Regions from separate parts of the Mus musculus genome. Here region 2 is linked to region 1. A link is a contact called in public HiChIP or PLAC-seq data. All regions are on one chromosome and are shown on one strand. Each heading gives the region's core, a stretch centred on a gene start, on an enhancer-like site or on the middle of the called end of the contact. The rest is flanking DNA. Distances are from core to core; before and after follow the strand shown. Region 1 holds the start of Tmem41b (transmembrane protein 41B). Region 2 overlaps Zfp143 (zinc finger protein 143).

What was found. HiChIP or PLAC-seq counts read pairs in DNA pulled down with a chosen protein or histone mark.
Region 2: an H3K27ac HiChIP or PLAC-seq map of extraembryonic endoderm stem cells shows a contact between it and region 1. The contact joins the enhancer-like site here to the promoter of Tmem41b in region 1. A contact is called at or near these places in 2 of 39 promoter capture datasets (erythroid cells and neural stem cells), 3 of 15 datasets of contacts at CTCF or cohesin (CD8 T cells, the G1E-ER4 cell line and pro-B cells), 38 of 484 Hi-C or Micro-C datasets (3T3-L1-derived adipocytes, the Ba/F3 cell line, the C10 cell line and 24 more), 13 of 115 datasets of contacts at active chromatin or transcription factors (the 230-238 cell line, the HPC-7 cell line, the SCID.adh cell line and 7 more) and 4 of 9 other capture datasets (adipose tissue, embryonic stem cells, liver and 1 more).

What each region holds. Positions count from the first base shown.
Region 1 is chr7:109,983,616-109,988,076 of GRCm38.p6, forward strand. Tmem41b (transmembrane protein 41B) reads right to left here and starts at 2,615. Exons shown (of 7, transcript NM_153525.5): 1 at 2,347-2,615. The coding sequence starts at 2,467.
Region 2 is chr7:110,085,972-110,090,117 of GRCm38.p6, forward strand. Zfp143 (zinc finger protein 143) reads left to right here. Exons shown (of 16, transcript NM_001374618.1): 12 at 142-369; 13 at 2,757-2,905. Among named protein-coding and RNA genes, the nearest start is that of Zfp143, 26 kb to the left of the region's middle. Within about 2 kb of position 2,175, at least 49 of the 459 cell types and tissues checked have an H3K27ac peak or open chromatin away from gene starts, as enhancers often do. A contact at or near this core is called in bone marrow-derived macrophages, extraembryonic ectoderm, extraembryonic endoderm stem cells and 3 more, where this site is marked.

The DNA.
Region 1 (4,461 bases), core at 1,365-3,864:
GCAGGTAGATCTGAGGCCAGCCTGGTCCACAGAGTTAAGTTCAAGTTAAGTTAGTGAAACACAGTAAGAATCATAGATAAATAGCTAGAACCTCAAAAAAATAATTAACCATATTGTACCTCTAGGTTTTCTGGCTTTTGAGATGGTTTCATGTAGACAAGGCTGACCTATAACTCAAAAATGTAATCAAAGGACTTATCTCCCTATATGTATCTCCCTGCATGTACAATTTGTGTGGGGGTGGGAGTGAGTGCAAGTCATCCAAAAGATGGCCCTAGGTACCCTGAAACTGGAGTTACAGATAAGCAGACATGTGCATGTTGGGAACTGAACCAGGTTTTCTCCAAGAACAGCAGTGTGCTTGCTTAGGCTTTCCAGCTAACCATCTGACCTGCCTCTCCACTACATATTCTTCTTACAAGACCACCATTTTGGCCATTAGTAGCAATGGAAGACAGCAGTGTGAGTGAGCTGCAAACAATTTAATGGCTATTTGTTCTAATCACTTCAGATGTTTGAGCTTCAAAGGCACGTAAAAGGATGAAATCATTACAGTTGCTGAAAAGCAATGAATAATGTTAAGCCATTACAAAATCAAAGAGCTTATATTTTCCCCTTAAAACTATACAGAGCCAAGAAATTTCAGGTTAGTGTACGAGACTAAAACAATTTATGAATGAGTCCCCGTATTCCTTAGTTACTTCGTTGGGTGTTTTTTGTTATTGTTTTGGGTTTTAGTTGGTTTGCTTTGAGACAGGGTTTCTCCTTGTAACATACCTGGCTGTCCTGATACTCTTGTAGACCAGGCTGACCTAGAACTCAATAGAGAGCCACCTTCCTCTGCCTCCAGAATAATAGAGGCAGGCCACCACTCCACAGAAGCTATGTTTAGGTGAACTGTTTTGTTTACACCCTTGCATCAACCAAGCAAATAACTATTCTCGTTTTAAAATTCAGATACTTTTTCTTTTTTGGTTATTTTGAGACAGGGTTTCTCTGTATAGCCCTGGCTGTTCTGGAACTCACTTTGTAGACCAGGCTGGCCTCGAACTCAGAAATCCCCTGGGATTAAAGGCGTGTGTGCCACCACGCCCAGCTCAGATACTTTTTAAAAGTTACAAATCCATCTCTGCAGGTGGTCTACTCCTTTAATCCAAGTACTTGAGAAAACTAAGGCTGGTGGATCTCTGAGTTCCAAATCAGCTTGACCTACAGAACCAAACAAGGTCTTTTAAAAAGTAGAAGGCAGGGAGGGGGCTGGTGAGATGGCTCAGTGGGTAAGAGCACCCGACTGCTCTTCCAAAGGTCCAGAGTTCAAATCCCAGCAACCACATGGTGGTTCACAAGCATCTGTAACGTGATCTGATACCCTCTTCTGGTGTGTCTGAAGACAGCTACTGTGTACTTACATGTAATAAATAAATTAAAAAAAAAAAAAGTACAAGGCGAAGGCCGTGCAGTGGTGGCACACGCCTTTAATCTCAGCACTTGAGAGGCAGAGGCAGACGATTTCTGAGTTCGAGGCCAGCCTGATCTACAGAGTGAGTTCCAGGACAGCCAGGGCTATACAGAGAAACCCTGTCTTGAAAGACCAAAAAAAAAAAAAACAAAAAAAACAAAAAAAAAAACAAGGCGGTAGTGTACGCCTGCACGCCTTGGATCCAAGTACTTGGGAGGCTGAAGGAAGCCATTCTTTGCCTTAGAGGCCAGTCTAATCTACAGAGCAAGGTCCTCCAATACAACCAGGGCTACTTAGCTTGAAAACAAATCAAACAATTTTTTTTTTTTAAGTTACAAACCAGGTTAAATGGAAACACAAGAGCTGAAAATGTTGTGTTTTTTTCGAGGCAGGGTTTTCTCTGTGTAACCTGGAACTTGTCTGTCTCCGGAGAACTGGATTAAAAGGACGCGCAACTACAACTACCACCGGCTAGAATCTGACACTTTCAAGTGGCACCTGGAAGGGCAAGTCTTTGCTCTTAATCACAACCTTAGTGTGGCTCTGTGACTCTACACAAGTCATGGAGCTGCATAGTCCTCAGTATGTTCATCTGTAAAACAATACAACGAAAGCTCAAGTCTCTCAAATACCTGTCTGGGTGGCCTGGATAACGAACCGGTCTATTTGGTGTCACAAGTCGGGGTCACCGCTTCCTTTGACTAAAGTCTATTGAGAAAAAACTAACTAGGAGGAGTCTAGCCCTCTGTCATGCTGGGTTCCCCGCCAAGTACAGGACTCTCTTGCTGAGATGCTTCGGTGCTGAAAGGTCCCTCTTTCCCTGCGACCTGCACCACGGGGTCCTAATCTTTAGGGCAGCCTCAGCCCCGTCCCGCAGGTCCACTCACCGTTCAGATGATCTTTGCTGCCAGGCGCGGCGGAACCCTGGGTCCTCACTGCCCGGTCCCCGGCTGGGGTCGAGTGCAACATTTCGGTGGGCGATCGATCAGCCACTCTGCCTTTCGCCATGGCTGCTGCGGGGGCCGCGAAGAGCTCCTACTGGTGCCGCGCCCCCTTGAATGACTAAAGCTCCTCCCGCAGCTTTCTTTCAACACCCAGGCGCGAGGCACAACTACTTCCGGCACGACCACCTCACCTGAGACGACCTCGAAAACTTGACACTCGGCGGAGCCTTCCAGAGATATCAGGTGAGGGCCCGCCCAGAACCGCCCACGAACCTCGCGCGCTCCCGCACGCCCAGTAACCGCGAGACAAGTCAGGGCCGACCCCGCCCCCTCCGGGGCCCCGCCCACCTCGCTGGTGTAGGGCGCATGAGCAATATCGCATTGGCAAGTCATGGGTCTGCGGCCTAAGGTCCGACTTCTCCGCGTAGCTTTCGTCACACGGAAGTGAGGCTCGAGTACTTCAGACTCTTTGTTCCGCCAACCGGAAGTGTCTGCGCGCGACTAGTTGGTGTTGGAGATTCCATTCGTTCCGCAGCAAATGGGTTACAAGCGCTGTGGAAGCTGGAAGCCTGTTCTTAAAATCGTGTAAAATTTAAAACATGAGACAAACGTACCTGAATCTCACAAAATTGAGACCTAGAAACAAAGAAGATCACAGAGTGACAGAAATTAGTTTAGAGTCCAAGGTTTTTCACTCACCTGTCCAAAGTAAATTCACCCTTACTCGCTATATTTTGGCGTTTCCTGAGCCAAGGCATAGCTTCTTGACAGTTTTTCTCCTTCTGCCCCTCATATCCAGCTTCTCACTGGTAAGTATATTAGAGTCACCTCTTCTTTAGGATTTTGCTTTGTCTTGTTCTTTTTTTTTTTTAAGATTTATTTATTATTATATCTAAGTACACTGTAGCTGTCTTCAGACAGACCAGAAGAGGGCATCAGATCTCATTACGGATGTTTGTGAGCCACCATGTGGTTGCTGGGATTTGAATTCAAGACTTCGGAAGGGCAGTCGGTGCTCTTAACCACTGAGCCATCTCTCCAGCCCTGTTTTGTTTTGTTCTTGCTGTCGATATAATCTTAGACCTTGGGCATACAAACCACACCATTCTGTTGCTGAGCGATGCCCCTATCCAATTGACATTTTTTTCGTTATCTTTTTTAAAAGCAGGTATCGAAGGTAATAGTGGGGAATTTCTTCGTGAAAGTAACTTAGCAGTGTATTTTAAAATTTGGACAAAAAGGGGGAGTGGGGAATTGGATTGTTCTTAAGCAGTAATTACACTTAGAAGAAATAATCTGATATCTAGAGAATTGGCAGCTCAGTGCGTAGAAGTATTTGTCTCTTAAACTTGACAGGCTTATTTCGGTCTCTGAGACCTAATAGCAGTAGGTGAGAACTAACTCTTGGAAGTTGTCCTCTGATTACTTTTTTTTGGGGGGGGGGGCGGTTTGAGACAGGGTTTCTCTGTGTAGCCCTGGCTGTCCTGCAACTCGCTCTGTAGACCAGGCTGTCAGGCTGACCTTGAACTCAGAAATTCCCCTGCCTCTGGCTCACAAATTCTGGGATTAAAGGCGTACGCCACCATAGCCTGGCGTCCTCTGATTTCAACATAACATTCAAGCACGCAGCAGTAAGTGTAGTGTTAATAAAATTAAAATTAAAAAGAAACAAAAAATCATTTTATAAAAAGTGAATACGTGACCGGGCATGGTGGTGCATACCTTTAATCCCAGCACTTGCTAGGCAGAGGCAGGTGAAATTCTGAGTTTGAGGCCAGCCTGGTCTACAGAGTGAGTTCTAGGACAGCCAGGGCTGTAGAGAAACCCTGTCTCGAAAAACCAAAAAAAAAAAAAAAAAAAGTGAACACCTGGGACTGGAGAAATGGCTCAGTGGTTAAGAGCTCTGACTGCTTTTCCAGAGGTCCTGAGTTCAATTCCCAGCAACCACATTGTGGCTTACAAATGAGATCTGATGCCCTCTTCCGGTGTGTCTCAACACAACTACAGTGTACTCATAAATAAATCTTTAAAAAAAATAAAACATAAAAAGTGAACATA
Region 2 (4,146 bases), core at 925-3,424, 100 kb after region 1:
CCCTCTGCTAGGGATTGAGTTCTGCGTCATGAGTGCTAAGCATGTGCTCTTGTTGATTTTTAAAAGTCTCACCCTTCAGCTGTGGAGTAACTTTGTCTACCTATGTAAAAACTGACCTTTTTGCATGTCTTCTTCATTTAGGAGAAAAGCCATATGTCTGTACAGTTCCTGGGTGTGACAAACGGTTTACAGAATATTCCAGTTTGTATAAACACCATGTCGTTCACACTCACTCTAAACCATACAACTGTAACCACTGTGGGAAGACGTACAAACAGATTTCCACACTGGCCATGCACAAACGGACAGCCCACAACGACACAGAGCCCATTGAGGAGGAGCAGGAAGCCTTCTTCGAGCCTCCCCCAGGTGAGTGCTTTAACAATCATATCTGTTGTGAGTTTATAACCCATGCTGTCTTCTCTAGTCCTTCAGTTTCATTTGTATAGTCATGACAAGTGCTGCAGAAAGACACCAGTGCTCGGCATTGTGGAAGAAGGAGAACTTGTATCCTCTGGGAAAGCAGAGAGGGCTTCCCGGAGAAATGTTGTGTTCTTGGAAAGATTATAAAGGTGGATGGGATGATGGAGGCAAAGAAGCAATGCCTGGGAGAAGGGAAGGGAAGAAGGGGACTTGAAGATAAAAGGAAGGTTTGGCACATGGGAAAGCCCCCAGTGCTTGACGAGAGGAAAGCAAGTTGGAGACTCTCTGGAAAAAGCCTGGCCAGTGTGGCAGTTCCTCCCAGGAAAGCAAAGACTTTTCTCATTTTCAGCACCTGAATGAAATGTTCAGAAATATTTAAGTTTATAATTAAACTTGGGAAATAGCACGTGCTCAAATGTATTCAGTGCAAGACTGCTCTCCAGCCACAAGCCTCTAAGCAGTCACACCGGAGGCATATAGAACTCATCCCTTTCTTCCACCACCCTCCAGCAGAGGCTTACTCCGTAGCCCAGGCTAGCCTTGAATTTGGAGTAGTCTTCCTGCTACAGCCTCTCAAATGCTGGGCTTACAGGCCTGATCCACTGCACCTATGTAGAGAGTATAAGCTTTCATTCACAACAAGAAAGAAACAACTGCTAAATCCTTTTAATTAGAAAAAAAGGCTTTGGGGGTTGGGAGAAGACACCACTGTTAGAGTGCCGTGCAAGCGAGTGTGAAGATCAGAGTTAGGATCCCACACAAATGCCTGTTGAATTTCACCAGTAATTCCAGTCTTGGAATTCAGACATAGTCTCCCTGAGCGTGCTGGCTTGCTAGGCTAGCCATATCCATGAGCTCTGGGGTTCAGCTGAGAGATCCTGCCTTGATGAATGATGTGGAAAGCTATCAAGGAAGACTCCTCATGGAGTCCCAGCCTCTGCATGGACATGAATGCACATCTCAACTACACATGGGGGAAAAAAAGCAGACTTTAATAATGTCAAATGTAATTTATAAGACCTGCACAGCATGTCTTTACTCTCCTCCTTATATGTTGATATCTCAGACTGTAAGAGATTTTCTCAGTCTGTAAAATGGCCTATAATACAGTATATTTTAAAAGCAATGATTGGCCAGGCTGTGGTTGTGTTGCCTTTATCCTAGCATGCAGGATGCGGAAGCAGGCCAGCCTGGACTACAGAGTGAGTTCCAGGACAGCCAGGGCCACATGAGAAACCCCGGAAAAAAACAAACAAGCAAACAAACCAAACAAAAAACCCAACTATGATTACTTTTCAAAAAATACAGATCTGTGCTTTCTCTGACATAATCTCTGGTTTTGACATAATCTTTGGGAATAATGGTGTATAAATAACTGTGGGGGAAAAAAGGGAAGAACATTACACCTCAGTGACTGCTGCCATCTGAACACATGATAGTTAGACCTGACACTGAAATCCTTCATATCCTAATTCTCAGATTAGTAGTACAGTCTTAAGTTCTTCTTTGAACAGGTAAAGTTTCCCTTTCTTCCTTGCTCCGTGGGAGTTAGCCAGTATTGAGAGAGAGAGGCCAGTCACCCACTCGAGTAGTTCTGCTGCTGAAATTGTCATTCATGTGCTGGTTTTTGTGGAAGAAAAATGTACCTGAACTGGATGGAGTTCTTGTTTAGTCACTTAGGAAATGATTAACCTCAGCCCAGATAGTCACTACATTTATAGCCATGCGTAGTCTTTACACAATGATGTCATTGTGTACTAATAGATTGCTGTCAGTCACGTGTGTAAAAGACTGAGTAGGTTGGTAGACTGTGTACAAGCCATTCTGGTTTTGTGGTTAATGCTTATAGACTCTTTTATTACCTTCCTGAGACTTAAGTGACTTCAGGAGCCAAGAGGGCAAATGTCTGTGTATATGGCTCTTCCCTTCTGTGTCCCCTGTGCGTATGTGCACAGCATCCCATAATCATCACAGCTAAGTGTAAAGGAGAGGCCTTCCAAAACCAGAACACTTGACATTGATGGGCAGGGTTGGGCTGGGTTGGGTTTGGTGTGATTTGGTTTGGCCTGGCCTGGCAGATGTGAAGATGGACTTGTTAAGAAGTTCTGAAACTTTTCTCAGGGTTTAGAATATAAAACTATTTGCTTTCTTTTGTTTGTTTGTTTGTTTTTTTTTTTGAGACAAGGTTTTGTACAACCTAGATCGGCCTTGAACTCCCTGTGTAACCTAGGCAGCCCTTGAACTGCTTCCTCTTCCCAAGTGCTAGAAGGACAGGCCTAGTGTTGTCTAAATAGATTGGTTGTTCAAGTAAATTATTCATTTATTTTAAACAGGTCAAGGTGATGATGTTCTTAAAGGGTCCCAGATCACATATGTTACAGGTGTAGATGGAGAGGACATTGTATCTACACAAGTAGCCACAGTAACCCAGTCTGGGCTGAGTCAACAAGTCACACTCATATCACAGGATGGGACTCAACATGTAAGTATCTACTAACAGCCAAGGAAGTGAAATCTTTTCTTCACCAGGAATTGAAAGACAGGCTGGGTGCCTGTGGAGGAGACCCTTGAGTGGGAAGCATGATGTTTGTACTTAGGCCTCGAGAGCTGCAGTCCTCAGCCTTCCTAAGGCTGCCACCCTTTAACACAGCTCCTCATGTTCTGGTGGCCCCAACCATAATGCTATTTTTGTTGCTACTTCATAACCATAATTTTGCTACTGTTTTGAATTGTAATGTAAATATATGTGCTTTCTAATAGTCTTAGGCGACCCCTATGAAAGTGTCATTTGACCCTGAAGGGGTCAAAACCTACAGGTTGAGAACTACTGCTCTCAGCAGTGGCAGATCTCCCACAGATCTTCCGTGGTCTGCTGAGAAGAACTATTTGAAGTAATAACAGTAGAAGATATTTGCATCCACGTGGGGCTATTAGGCTCTGCCAAAGGGCATGGCCACTTCGCTTATCCCATGATGGGAGAGTTTGTAGGGAAGGTAGAGACACCTCTCCAGGGGTGGGAAAATGCACTGTGTCTGAGATGTGGGAATGCCTGAGCTGGTTGGGGGTGGGGGACCTCTGGGGAGGAATGGGGTTGGTGAGTGGGGATAGTCCTTGGCTTGGCAGTGGCTGGCGTGGTGGTAGTTGTGGCTGGGAGCGCAGAGAGGTCTACAGGAGACTAGGCTGTGGCTCTGTAGACGAAGGCCTTCTTCACAGCTTCCTTCCCGCATCAGATCTTGATGAGAAGAGACCATGGTTCTGAACAGTTTGTTGTCATGGTGGAAATGGATGCGTAAAACCATAGCCTCAGGCTAGAGGATGGCTCAGCGGTTAAGAGCACTGACTGCTCTTCCAGAGGTCCTGACAGCTGCCGTATACTAATAAATAAAATAAACAAATCTAAAAGAAAAAAAAAACATACCCTCCTTTTCAGGGTGGGCCTGAGATTAAATACCTTTTGCAGGGAGAAGTGTCTAGAAAGAGAAGCTTATTGGCTAAGCCCTCCAGGCCTCTAGGTACCTCGTTAGCATGGAGAACTCTGTTTTGGGCCTATGTGACCACAGGTCACATCTCTTTTATGTGAGAAGCATGGCACATGTTCCAAGTCAGGAGTCTGGCAAGGAGCTGGGAGTCGCCTAAGCCTCGGGGTGTGTGCCCACCAAGTCTCCAGGTCTCAACCTCCTCTAACTTACCAAACTTTCTGGCCTGGATTTACGTCCCACACAT